2 separate regions of the Mus musculus genome follow, and region 1 is linked to region 2. A link is a contact called in public Hi-C data. All regions are on one chromosome and are shown on one strand. The core of a region is the stretch at or near the end of the contact, and the rest is flanking DNA. Distances in the headings are between cores, read along the strand shown. Region 1 has its middle 600 kb from the start of 5031426D15Rik. Region 2 has its middle 420 kb from the start of 5031426D15Rik.

What was found. A called contact is a pair of places that touch in the nucleus more often than the background predicts.
Region 1: a contact with region 2 is called in a Hi-C map of cerebral cortex, with 2.5 times the contacts expected there. The contact joins two enhancer-like sites.

The regions. Positions count from the first base shown.
Region 1 is chr2:7,525,470-7,533,172 of GRCm38.p6, reverse strand. No RefSeq gene overlaps it. Among named protein-coding and RNA genes, the nearest start is that of 5031426D15Rik, 600 kb to the right of the region's middle. Within about 2 kb of position 3,287, at least 30 of the 459 cell types and tissues checked have an H3K27ac peak or open chromatin away from gene starts, as enhancers often do. A contact at or near this core is called in cerebral cortex, where this site is marked.
Region 2 is chr2:7,345,521-7,352,352 of GRCm38.p6, reverse strand. It overlaps a transcript of Celf2 not described here and the pseudogene Gm24340. Among named protein-coding and RNA genes, the nearest start is that of 5031426D15Rik, 420 kb to the right of the region's middle. Within about 2 kb of position 5,127, at least 14 of the 459 cell types and tissues checked have an H3K27ac peak or open chromatin away from gene starts, as enhancers often do. A contact at or near this core is called in cerebral cortex, where this site is marked.

The sequences.
Region 1 (7,703 bases), core at 2,038-4,537, 180 kb before region 2:
TCCCTCAAAACTGGAGTCAGAGGTAGCTATGAGTCACTGTGTGTAGGTACTGCAAATCAGTCTAGAACTCCTGAGGAACAACCAATGCTCTCAACCATTCAGCTGTCTCTCTAGGCTTGTAGATAATTTTTAAGTCCCTCTTTTCCAAATTAGGTTACAATAAATATTTGTAACTCATTACTGTACCACAGGCTAATGGAAGCCATTAAATAAGGGGGAAAGTTTACAACAGATATAACAGAAATATAATGTAGACAGAGGAGAAAGGAAAGCCAGAAATGAGTCTTATGGTATACAGGGAAAGACATAAGAAAGAATACAGGAGTGTTCACCAGATGGGAAGTCAGCACCTAGAGAGCCCACGTGTGAGGACAAGAATGGGAGTCACCTTCCAAGAACAGGAAAAGAGATAAAGACATAAACTAACAAAGGCCTAAAGAACAAATTTATACAGATACAGACAGGAGAAAGCCTTGAAAGAGGGATCAGGGAAAAGTAATAGAATATGGGATCAATAGCTTTTGTTGGATTATATTTTCAAGACCAGAAGAGGTCATGTGTGTGTGTGTGTGTGTGTGTGTGTGTGCACTCTAATTGTGATGAATATACACATGCATGTGCCCTTGCACTAATGGAAGTCCAAGGAGGACTTCAGTGTTAGTCTTTATCACTCATCTCACACTTAGCCTGGAGCTACACTGGTAGACAACAGACCCCAGGAGAAGCTAGACCACACCCTAGAGCAGGGGACTTATAGATTTCTTTGTTGCTCTGCTCAGATCTCTACATTGTTGTTTCCTAATTTGAACTCGGGTCCTTGTACTTGCGGGTGGCTCCTGCCTACCCACTTAGCCACCTCTCCAGCACCACCACAGCAGAAACAAATGCTAGTGATGAGACAAAACTAAATAAAGACATAAATGGAGTAATTAGGAAGAGAATCCAACAGGAAAAGAAAGCCATTAATAAAGATACCTAAGGACCCCTCCGGGATACAACTTGAAAGCAATAGAACTGGGAGGAGGGACACTGCTTACAAAATCAGGGAGGACCTGTGTGGATTTGATCAGGTATGTATAGTCTATGTTTTCTCTTATAACTCTGCCCTCTCCTATATATCATATTAAAAACTCCATCACATAATGGATTAACTAAACTATGCCAGTACAATTAAAATTCATGGAGACATTAGGTGGTACTTGTGTGCTTCTTCTTTGGGTCAGTCACATGCTAGTAGCATTTGCTAATTCCTGCTAAGGAGCAACTTTCTAAAATGTCAGGAGTGAGTATAAAAGTAGCCCATCCCATAACCTCATTTATTCGTTTCTGCAATTCAGGCAGCTTTCTTCAACATCACGATGTGTGACCAGGATTTTTCTTTTATGGTAACATGGCAGATGCAGGCAGGATTGAAAACCTTCAGTGTCTTACATATGGTTTGGAAACAAAATGCAGCAACCCATCTTGGTACCCATGCAGGACTCCTTTGTGTTCAGAGTTGCCTCTGAAGTTATTTTCGGAACATCGTATGGATTTTTCGTTGAAACATCTGTGTTAACTTTTATTATCCCTGGTCTGCTTTGTAATTTTGGAAACAGATATAAAGAATGAGCAACCCAAAGCACAGTAATATAGTGGGAAGCATCCTTCATAAGTCAATTGAGGAATTTAATAATCTCTTTAGAAATAAGCTCTGCAGCTATGAGAAAAATGTGTGGGTTAAAGGCCTTCCAATTAAGAAAGGTTTCTCTGTGGATTTATAGGCTGGTGGTTCACTCTTCCTGTTCGTGTTTCCATAGCAACTGTCAGGTAGATTTTCTGCTACTTGCTAGGAAGTTGGAAATGTTGAGTCTGGTTGAGCCTTTTCAATTCAGTGAAGCTTAAATGAAATTCTTTGCAAGGAACTGGCATTTAGCCTGGGTCATTTATTCATATCTAGAAGGAAAAAAATCAATTATAGTAATCAAATGTGCAAATTTTTTATTGGTATTATTTTGGGTACATATTTTGTGCTGTAATCTATTTTTAATGCCAGGGTGCTAAAGGTTTTAAGGCTGCAGCTGGCCTCTTTGCTTTCTGATGGCTTGTGGCTTTAATTACAGCCCAAGACATAGGAAGGCATGCCTTTTTTTGGTCTATTTTTTTGCAAGCTATAATCACCCCTGGTGATATTCAGAAGCGCACGAGGATCCAGAAGGCTCATTAGTTTGAGACACCTATACTGCACAAAACACTGTGTACAACCTTTTATTCTTTTTATTTTTCTTGTTCCATTGGTTATTTGGATTAAAGCCTGGGGATATAAATAATGTAGATGCTATTATTTAAACTTCTTGTGAGTACAGTGTCTTCGTTTTCCCTTCAGATTAAACCCAGTTGGGCGTCACTCTCTGTGGTTAATTTCAACCCACATTGACTGATGCCTGACAGCTCCACGTAGGATGGTCTCCTTTAATCCTTGAAAAGGGAAAAGAAAAGAAAGAAAGAAATATCAAGCCTGTAGGAGGGCAAAGGGAGGAGCGCTTTATGTAACATCCAACATGTGCCACACAAAGGACAGACATCTGAGGGCCATTACTCAATGTGTCTTTTTGTTAGCCTCTTTGCTCACTGGCGCACAAACATCAGTTTCTACAGAAAATAAGGTGCAGTCTTTACCTCACAGGGTCCTGGGGTTTTGTCTGCCATCTTCTCTGTGAACGCTTCCTCTGTCATTTACAAACGTGCCTTCAGAGAGATATTTCAGAGCCTTTCGTTCTGTCCCTATTCTTTTCTCTTGTCATTTATATGGCACACTTCTATCTATTATGTTGACAGTTCATAATGCTATAATTGACTATTGGTAATAATACAAGGAAAGGCAGGGAAAGAGTATGGCAGAGACAGAAACAGGAAGACAGACAGAGAGAGAGAGAGAGAGAGAGAGAGAGAGAGAGAGAGATTTTAATTCAAAGTTGAAATGTTCTTTTTTTTTTTTTTTTTTTTTTTTTTCCTCCTCTATGGTCTAGAAACTGTGCTTTCTTCTGTTAAGCTAAATAAAAACTTTCTCAGGAGAGCAATTGAAGTCGAAGGAAGCTCAGCCTTCAGTCGCTCTGCTAGGAAGTGGAAATGAAGTTGCTCAGCCCCGTTCTCAACTTTATTTACTCTAAAAGGTGGGCAATTTTCTCTTAGAATCAATTGTATTTGGAGCTGCGTGGCTCTCTCAGAGGAAGATGGATCTGTACTCAGGAGCAGAGAGAGGAGGAGGGCTCTGTTCAGGATCCTTGTGGCTGAGGGCTGAGAGATGAGCTGAGTTACAGAGAGGCACTACAGCATATGGATGTATAAACACAGAAATCGTCTGGCAAGACACAGACATGCTGACTCATGCTTTTGTCCATGAATAGCGAGTCACTATTGGGAAAGTAAGAAAGCTGGAAGTCCCCTCTCGGGAGCAGTAGGAGCTCACAGTGCCCAGAGGATCGAAGTCATGTCCTCCTCCTTGCCCACTCTGCCCCCATTTGTACATCAGGTGGGAACTCTCCTCCACTGGCTCTCCCACCAAAGCAGATGCCTAGCTGGGAATGGAACAGCATTTGAGGAAGACACCTATCCTACCCAAGGCTCCATGTTAGCTGAGTATGCTGTTAGTTAAGTAATTGTCCCTATAGTCTTAACTCTCTGATCCTTATGACCACTCTTGCGCAATGAACTCGAAGCTTCCTATTTGGCTCAAGCTCTATTCTTACAAACTTTTGCACTTAGAATAACAGAAAGCCACTGCCTCCTAATTAGCTTCACTGAGAGACACCCTTCTTAGGATTCTAGCAAATCCACCTTGAGGGTTTTTTTTTTTTTTTTTTTGATTTTTTTTGTTTTTTCATTTCTCTAAGGATTCTTTGGTACAGCAATGACATGGGTAGAATTGTATCTCTGTTGGGTCCCCATAGTCCCATGTTTCAAAAAGCTTAGGGAAAACACAAATTCTAGAGTTCCAACCCAGTCAAAGAAACATAGTGAAATTCTGTCTCAAAATAGAGCCACAACAAATATTATACATTTTTCTTTATCAAATACTATATTAAACACTAATGCAAAACTAATTTTCAAAAGCAGACCCTACAAAAATCAGGTATTCATGGATGTTTTTGTATTTTTGTAGACCACTTTTAAAATGCTTATCATTGTTTTTGCAGAATAGACTGGACTAAAACAGTTTTCATTTTACCTTTTCAGTGATTAAAGCTAGGTGTTTGCATAGAATGGAAATCCTTAAAATTTTATCCCATGGCATATGAATTTTGAGAAGCTATACTTTATGTTAAGATTATGCCCAGAATAAATCTATTGTCTTAAAAAAAAAAAAAGAATCAAATAGGCAGGAGCAATTCTGGTTCAGGAATTTTGACTGTGGGTTAGTAACCCTTTCCCTCTATTTGAGATTCTGTCTATCTACTGGAGGTGGTCTCTTTCCCCATTGTTGGGCATTTTAGCTAAGGTCATACACACACACACACACACACACATATCCAAGGAATCAGAAGATCAGCTATCTCAACTAACCCAGATCCCTGGGAGTTCCCAGAGACTGAGTCACAAACCAGACAGCATACATGGGCTGATCTGAGGCCCCTGTCACATATACAGCAGAGGTCTACCTGATCTGGCCTCAGTGGGAGAAGGTCACTTAATCCTTGAGAGCCTTGAGGCCCCAGGGAAGGAGGAGGCCTGGTAGTGGGGGAGCAACTTGCTTCTCTGAGGCAAGGGGGAGGAGGAATAAGATGAGGAACTGTGGCAGGTGGAGGGAGGGGAGCAGCTACTGGAATATAAATAAATAAAATAATTTAAATAAAAAAGAATAAACTAAAACTGTCTTTAGCTATATACATACAAAGCTCACTCTGAATGATTCACTTCCTCCATTAAGGCTCCCTCAGCACTCCATAAGTGCTGAAAGTACCATACCCTCCTTAAGTAGCAGCACTAGCAGCAGAAAGAGCAACTGGATACCAAGTATTTAAATACATGAAACTAAGGCCAACATTCATCATTCAAACCACAACAAAAACAAAGTAAACATAAGCAGCAACAACATAAACAGCAGATAAAATCATTAGATGCAAGTAAAATCTCAACAGGCGAGTCCAGCACTCAAAAACTGTTTGATAAATATTAGCTTACAGAATTGGCATTGTCAAATGTCTTCTGTTGTCACAAAGAGCTCAGAGCTGAAACCCTACAGACACCTGTTGAGATCTCTTCTCTGCCATGTGATCATAAGTAACCTTTAAAATTAATGGAACCTGCTTCTCGGTGGTAAAGCAAAGGAAGTCACACCGGGTTCCTATGCCATTACAGGGACATCTAGCATGTACTTCCTGCCTCCCTCTTTGCACTAGTGTTCTCTTCTGACTGATTAGCATGTTGATTCCTTAAATATCTTAATTATTCTTATGATAAACTTACTACTGTGGCTCTAACACATGTATACAATTTCCCCTATCTCACTATCAGGTTTTTCTTTTTTTCTGTAAAATGTTCTTTTCCTTTATTCAATTTTGAGGAAAATGATGTTTGTTGGATGCCAGAATTCCTGGAATATCGTATGGAAAGTAAACAACCATTCACACATCCCCTTCAGGTCTCAGTGCTTGCAAAGGTTACTAACAACAAAGGTGAGTCCCATGAGATGTCCTGGCATGAAGAAGGCCTGCTCACTCTCACATGGAATGGCGCTGAAGGAAGATGTCTTTAAAGCACCTATAACCTTAAGACTACTCTTTCCCCTTTGTTCAAGATACATCTTTTTGACAGGGCATGAAGTGCTGGAGATGTTCTGTGTCTCTTGTTCCCAATTTATATTTGGATTTTTTTTTTAATTCATCAATCCTCAACATGTTTCTAATCCCTTTGTTAAGTTTTCAGTCTCCCGCAGTTGCCAATGGTGGAATTATTTGTGTCAAAACTGCCCCTTTCAGATTGGCTAACTTGAAGATCAGAGCATTCTGCACAAGAAAAGGCTTCCTGGCTCAATGTGTCAGCTCCTTTTCATGTAGCTAGATCTTTCAATTTGTAGCATAACCCCTGCAGCACTGGAGAGAAAGGATGGTGTGTCTGAAATGCTGAACTGCGGTCACCCCTGCCTACCATTATATTTCCACGGGCATTTCTATAAAAAGCTGCCAAACCAAGGGCTCTGAGATCTGACACCTGGAATGGCTGCAATTGCTCAAAGGCACCCCTTTCCCCAGCTCTTGCTGATCTGACCCCATCCCTTCCTGTCTTTCAACACACATCCCATAGCTCTATATTTAGGTGGATGACCACAGACGCCCACGCAGCCACCAGACACTTCTCACTCTTTTCTGGACAGCTTCTCTTGTGAGCCTGATGCCAACTCCGAAGAACTCCATTTCTGTCTCAGCTGAAACACTTACCGAGTGAGAGTAAGATACTGTTTTGGAGCTCTCTGATGGCTTCACTGTCTGTAAAATAATAAACAATGGTGAACTGATGCCTGCCAGGCATGGGGCTGAGTGCATTAAGAATGTGGCTGTATTCGTGTAGAAATTTCCTTAAATCTTTTAAGGAGGCAATCATTTTATATTTTGAGAATATAATTACATCGCTGCCCTTCCCATTTCCATCCCGAAAAAAAAGGCCATATATGGTTTATCCTATCTTTGCTTTCATTCAAATTGATGACCTCTTTTTACATTGACAGCCATTATATACATTTGTGTATGTATATATGTATACACACACACAGATACACACAAACACACACATACACACACACACACACATATATATATTTTTTTTTTCATTCTTAAATACACCAATACAAGCTGCTCAGTTTGTATAGTTGTCCTTGTATCTGTGGCTTCAGAACTGACTGTTTGGTGTTGGATAGCCAGTTGTTGTGCTCTTCCCAGGAGAAGGCTATTTTTCCCACTTGCTGCCTTCCTTGATTGACTGTAGATTTTGTTCACAGTGGAGGCCTTAGAAGCTTTCCCTTATGCACATTAGCATATCAATAGATTTCCTCCCGGGTCATTTAACACCTAGGCAGTCATGTTCATGAGATTCTATGGTATTGCTTTACATATTGCTAAAACAAAACAAAACAAAACAAAACAAAAACATAATCTTACAGCAAATTCTCTGGCTCTTACAATATTTCTAGCCTCTCTTCAACAATGTTCCCAAGCCTTAGTTGCAGGAGTGTTCTGCAGAAGTATACATTGGTATTGGGCTCCATAGATCTGTGATATGATTAGTTATAGTTTTCAGTAATGGTCCCCTTCTGTTGCAAACTATTCTTGACAAATGGTGAAGAGTAGACTTAACTGTAGTTATAAGGGAAATATTTAGAGTATAATTAGGGGTATCCTGTTTTAATCAAATGATGGTTAGAGGGTCCCTCTAAGATCCATGACTTCTCACTAGCCTTACATAGTTGGCTAGGTGTCCAGTACCAGTAGGAACTTTTCCTTTCTTGAACGAGTCTCAAGTGCATTAGAGAGTTGCTACTTACTGCCCAGGTCTGTGTACCACTACAGCACCCTTGAGGTTTTCGTGGCATGCTAGTCACTGTGGTGGTTCACTGGTGACTATTGGTTGCTTCCCCCACTTGGAGGCCTTCTAGTACTACAACAGCTTGTCCTCAGGCAGGAGGCTTTAGGTCAGTGGCTGAAATGTATGAGGTGGCTGAAGTGCCTGGT
Region 2 (6,832 bases), core at 3,878-6,377:
CTGGCTGTCTACGTACCAAGGGCCAGGGTTACAAGCGTTTGCAGCCACACCAGGGTTCTATTTTGTTTTGGGGTTTTGGGGTGGGGGCTGGGAGGGTCTGGGGATTGAACTAACTTCCTCACGCTTGCAAAGCCAGCACTTGACATGAGTATTCCTTTCTATGCGAGCAGTAGCTTCTGAGGCGCTTCTGCGTAACGAACGAGGACCGGAAGATACAGAAACAACGCAGACATGACACCTGCTTACACGTGCAGGAAAGTAGGCAGCTCAAGTAGAACAGCGATTATGGGATTTTTGGAACGTTCCTGTTCAAGAAAGCCTAGTGAAAGCAAAGACCGAGGACGTGCCTCAGTCCTCGAGGCTGAGAGGCGATCAGTCAGGCACAACTCTGAAACCCACTGGCCATATAGTCCAGCAGAATTGAAGAGCCTTAGGTTTGCTGAGAGACCCCGTCTCAGAAACTAAACATGGAAGATGGATGGCATCGTAGAAAGACATCTACTGCCTTCCACTAGACATGCATATGTATGGATACCTGCCCACACATGTACACAGACACCCTCACTAACAACTGCATATACTACACACAACAGCAGCACACATTGAGAGGCTAAGGGGAGATGCTGGAGGAAGGCTGTGGATCACCACCAGGGGCGATTCTTATATGGTTGGAAATAGTAGGGAAGAAGGGCATTGGTGACATGTTTCCCAGTTCCTTCTTCAAAGAAACCAATTAGAGTTAGCGAGATCTGTCACTTAAGCCCCAAACCATGGAACACAGAGCATGGGTGCCAAGTCCTGAATTGCTATGAGGTCACTATGTGTTGCGATTCAAATTGTTGCTCCCAATCAATCTTTCCCTCAATTTCCTCATCAGCCAACTCGGGATAACCTCCGTGTGACTCGCAAAGCACAGCTAATTAACATTTATGACAAATGAGGAATTACATAACAGGTTATGTAAATGCATAATAGCAGGCAGAACCAAGCTGCCTTGCCTGTAGCATTTGACTTGAAAAAAGATCTGAAGAGACAAAGGAAATAAGAGGAACCAAATATGGTGCAGAGATAAATTTAAAAAAAAAATCAATAGGCAAAAATGAAGATGCTGTTAAGGACTGGGTCCTGTACAAGTGAACTCCCTCTCCCCCAGGGCTATATGTAGTTATGATGAACTCTATGATGATATATAAATTATATTTTATAATCATCATGTCAAACTCTCGTAGTTGTGTCTGCATTTGCAATGCATCCACTACCTGAGAGGACTCATGAAGTCAGGCTGTTATGAAAAGCATGGAAACCCATGGTAACTCACCCCTGAGGTCATGCCCTTGTCTACCTTGCTGAGCCTAAAGGTCATTCACTTAAAACCTGGCTATCTTCCAACGTAATTCTCATCGGGCCATGCATGACCGTTGAGTATTTTTATTTAACAATTAAGAAAAACAAGTGTGAGTCAATCTGATACTAAAACAAAAAAAGAAATCAAATGACCTTGAGGAAGTAAAAAGAATGACTTGAATTCAAGGAACTCTTTTGAGCTTCCTGTCCTACTGTGCCTCACTAATACTCTGTTATTATCACTGTTTACTTTGCTCTAAGGAGGGGAGTTGTTGCTGAGAATCCAGGACTCCTCAAGGTCACGGCAGTAAACAAGCTAAGTGGGAAAGATTTGCAGTGATATACAGGAGATTCATGTCTACTCGTGCCTACTCATGTCTCCTGTTTTAGCAGTTCATATCACCAATTTTTTAACCCCTCTCTCTCTCTCTCTCTTTCACACATGAGAGAGAGAGAGAGAACTAGAGGTCAGAGGTCAACATCTGGTGTCATTCATAAGATGCTGTCAATCTGTCCATCTTGTTCCCTTGTTTTTCTGAGATTGTATGCTTCTTTCCCTTGGCCTGAATCTTGCTGATTGTATTGGGGTGGCCAGTAGGTCAATAACCTGTCTGTCTCTACCTAGTCAGCACTGGGACTATAATGCACCATGCTGTTGCACAGGGTCTGGAAATTGAACTCGGGTCCTTATATTTGCATGGCGAGCACTTTACCAAGCTACCTCCCCAGCTACTCTGAGTTTTGATCAGTCACCTTACTAGACCCCTCCTAGGACATGTGAGTGCTGAGGTTTACATCGTGTTGTTCTTTTCTTCCCTATTACAGAATGCTTTATGAATCTGTATGTCATCCTTGTGCAGGGGCCATGCTAATCTCTGTATTGTTCCAATTTTAGTATATGTATAAGTATCCATTGTATCATTCTTATTCTCTTTGAGCATCTCTGAAGTGGAGAAGCATTCTAACTGATGTCAGGTACTCCTGCTTGGCTATCAATGGAATAATGGTATGTCTGAACAGCCACGGATCTTAGAGTACATAGACAGAGAAGATAACAGCTCTGGCAAGAATAAGGATGTATAGTAAAGGCATGGAAACAGTGTGTAGTCATGTTATCAGCTGGAGAAGTCACATCCTGCAAGGAATCCATCAGGAAATGGGAATGTCCTAGGTGGTAAAAAATAAAACTACCCCTGCATGGTGGTTGTGAATTACAAGAGGAATGACTCCTCTAAATTCATGTGAACACTTGGTCCCCAGTTGGCAGTGCTATTTTGGGAGATTATGGAACCCTTAGTTCATTGAGTATTGGTGGAGAGAGTGAGTCACGAGAGTAGATATTGAAAATCTCTAACCTCATCCCCCTTTCCAGTTCACTCTCTCATATTCCTGTGTGTGCTTGAGATGAGATCTCTCCACTTCCTGCCTCTGCAGCTAGGCCTTCTTCACAATTATGGACATCTAGTCCTCTGCAACCATAAGTCAAAATAAAACTCTTACATATGTTGCGTTGGATGGTAGCATTTTATTACAGCTACAGGTGTAGCTGACAGCGTGTGTACACATGTAGTTCCAGTGTTCTGGAGGCTGAGGCAGAAAGATGGCAAATTCAAATCTAGACTGGAATACATAACAGTAACATGTCACCCAAAAAAGAAAAAGAAAGGAAATTGGGGAAGAAGGGAAAGTAATGAGTGGAGAGGAAAGTAGAGGGGGAGCAAAAGTAAAATGTTAAAAAAAATCATATTTTGGTATAGTTTTAAGTATTAGAGTTCATAGCTACTAAACATAACTGACTTAAAATTCTGAAGCAAGAGTGAAAAATCTGCATCCTGGGGTCAGAGCAAAGCAAACAACCAGAAGCTTCATGGAATACATCTCAGAAGTCTAGTATTTAAATCTGAATTCCATACTTGCATGTCATCTTGATATTTCTGACAAGTGCGTGTAGAGATTTTTGACAGTAGGGAAGTTTCCAATGTATTTTTACTATATAAAAAATAAATGTAAAATACATAACTGTGTTTCTAAATTGCTTCTGTTTATTTTAAGAAATAAAACATTCATCGTCATAAACCCCTGCACTTCTGAGCACTGATTGCTCTGTGCTGGGAGCAAGGGGAGCAGCAAATTCTAGTCGACTCTGCAGAGAGAGAATGCAGCTGTTTTTAGTTCTGCTTCTGCAACATCCATGGTGGAATTCAGAATTTACAGAGAGCTGGCTTTTCTCATTTTACTAGCAAAGGAATTGTGAGCTTAATTGCCCTCAAGGGTCTTCTGTAAATTATTTCCATAGATCTAGAGAAAGAAGATGGCAAAAAATAAACATTCAGCATCATTTTTTTTAAGGCAGAAAAAAATTTATCTCCACTGAACTGTGTTCTCCACCTCCACCCCAACCTCTTTGGGGGATCTGAAAGGAGAAGAAGCCTTTCTAGTTCTTTGCACACCTTGCTCATCTATCAGAATCTTACCTCTCTCTCCTTTCTCCCACTCTCTTCCTGATATATTCACTCACCCTGACTGAGCAGGCCTGACCCTTACAGTTCCTTTCTCTCTCCATCTCCTCCACACCACTGGCATCTGCATGCTTAGAGAGAGACCCCATGACCTTCCACCTTGCCTTGATTTGGTGATGAACATCGAAGCTACTGGAATAATCGTGGCGACAACTGTTAGTGATTAATTCTTATCCCCCCCATGAAGCAAAGACCAGTAGCACAATCACATCTGACATTTATTGACTGTTTGCCCTGCCATTATATTTCATTGAGACCCCTTTCACATACTGCAAGAAGGCATCACTACAAGTATTCCTAATGCAGACCTGGTCTGATAAGCCCGAAGTGACAGCAGCTTCCAGCCAGACTCAAGCTGTCTGAGCTCAGAGCTCACACTTTTACCCAATTTAGCATGTTTACCTTCAATAAGAATTTGGGGTCTTGGGAGAGGGGAGAATAAGTAGTATAATTTAAAGAAATTTAAAGAGGGAAGAAATGAATAGAGAGAAGGAATAAGGGAATAAAAGCAAGGGAGGGAGGGAGGAAGGGAGGGAGGGAGGGAGGGAGGGAGGGAGGGAGGGAGGGAGGGAGGGAGGGAGGGAGGGAGGGAGGGAGGGAGGGAAAGTGGATCAGGAAGGTTGTCAGCTATCCATCACCTTGTCTTTGGTCAGCTCAACCACTCAAATAGGAAGTATGATGTTTTGACATGTGACTCTTTCCTGGAGTTCAGGATGACACCAAAACTCGTATTTCACATTTGAAGCCTTGATGCCTTAGTCAAATGCATTGAAGACATCAGCCAGAGTTAATGTCAAGTTGTCTTATGAAATTAGCTCAGTTTGGCGAAGCAGTTTAGACTGACAAGTGTTCACAAGGTAGTCAAAGACAGCAGTGTGGGAGTGTGGTCTTACCTGCTCCAAGAGGCCACCCTGATGCTCAATCAACAAGAGTTCTGAAGGTTTTCCAAAAGCTACCCTTACTACAGCCATTGTGCAGGAGATGCTTGCATTTTGCTGAGAACCAGTAATCCTGCGGAGGAATTATATGGTTAATGTGCTAGAAAGTCTTCATAAAACAGCATTTCCCCTTCCAGCTTTCCAGCCTCCTACACCTGTGCCTGCCAGGTTCCAGTGTGCACACAATGGCCTCCCCAGCACGGTTGGCTTTCACTGCCAATGAAAAAGCAACAAACCATGTCATAACCACCTACGATCTCTCTGAAACCCACCCAGCTGTTTGGACATTCCAACCAAGCATAGCATTTCCTTTGTGTCACTAGGAGACCAGGTGGCTGCAAAGCAATGAGTGGCACCCAGCCCATTCCCTCTCACCACCCTCCTATGCTGCTCCCTTCTCATGTACCAGCTTATTCTCTGTCTCTCTCTCTCTCCTCTCACTGGTACTACTGATATGGAAGTAAGGATTTTGCTTTCTACAGGCACCGTGTTAGATCTAAAATGACCTTAAGATAAATAGTGAGCATTCTTCAACACTTGTAGTTAACTGCATAGGAAAGACTGATATGGGGAATTATGTAAACACTAGATAGCACAAGGTCACATTTTGTCCTACTGGATTGCCACTGTGTTATAGACAAGCTGCTTCTCCTGTCTATAAGAACTCTGGACAGGTCATGGGTCTGCCCATGGGTTTCTTTAGTTTATGGCTTTAGTGGTTTAGTTCTTTGAACTCCAACACTACGGGAGCAAAAATTCTCTCTTATTATCTTGGGCTGCAAAACACTAATGGAGATTCAGTAAAATCTTTAATTAAGCACTAAGTGCTGAGGCATAGAATCTGAAAGAAGCTAATGTTTGCACTTAATATTAGCATTTATTTTCTTCTAATGAACATCAAAGTAGGTACACTGCAGCACAAATGGGTACAAGATAAATGGCTTCCTATTAGGAAAACAGGAGGCCACTTCTAAGTATCAACAAATGGGTGACAGAGGCTGTAAGGGAAGAAAAACAGATGAACTACAAGACAATGTAAATTATCAGTTCTAATGTTATGGAGGTGGCTTTGTGGAAAGCACTTACAAGTGGGGATGGGGTGGGTGGGGCTTGAATTTCTAACCCTAGTATGCACATAAAGACCAGATAAGCAGTGTGAGTATTCATCATCACAGTGCCCTACAGCCAGCAGGGAGGTGATAGACAGAGAATGCTCAGAAGCTTATAGGCTGGCCAGCCTGGTGGCATAAGACAGACATAAGACCGTATCTAGAAAAAGGTAGACACAAAGGATTGACATCCAAGGTTGTCTCTGACCTCCATATATTCACCATGGAATGCTTGTACTTACACTTACACAAACACACACAGATACACACCACATATATCATAAAATAATCAGATAGATAGATAGATAGATAGATAGATAGATAGATAGATAGATAGAGCTGTCCAGAGTTCTTATAGACAGGAGAAGCAGCTTATCTATAACACAGTAGCAATCCAGTAGATAGATAGATGATAGATAGATAGATAGATAGATAGATAGATAGATAGATAGATAGATAGATAGATAGATGTGTGTGTGTGTGTGTGTGTGTGTGTGTGTGTGTGTGTGTGTGTGTGTGTGTGTGTATGTGTGTGTGTGTGATCTGTTGCTAGGTGCTGAGCACAGGAAACAAATAACACAAAAAAATTTAAATAGACAAATATTTGTCAGGAGTCAGACTAAAGCAGTAAGGAAAGGATGAATCAGAGACATCATAATATAAAATAATAATATAGCATAAGAATATAGGGTGAACTGAAGCTTGACATCAACAACAATGTAGGGACAATCTGACATGGATTTAGGGGCTTTAAATAAACACTGAGCTTAGAATAGGATATATATTTCAAAGAAAAAAAAGTCTTTGAGTCATCATTGGCATTTTCTGTGTTTATATGGGGCCTGATCTTTGTACATAAAAGAAATTCTGGTCTGAAATCTGGAAGTAACTGCTTTTCGAAGGTCTTCACTCAGAAGTTTGA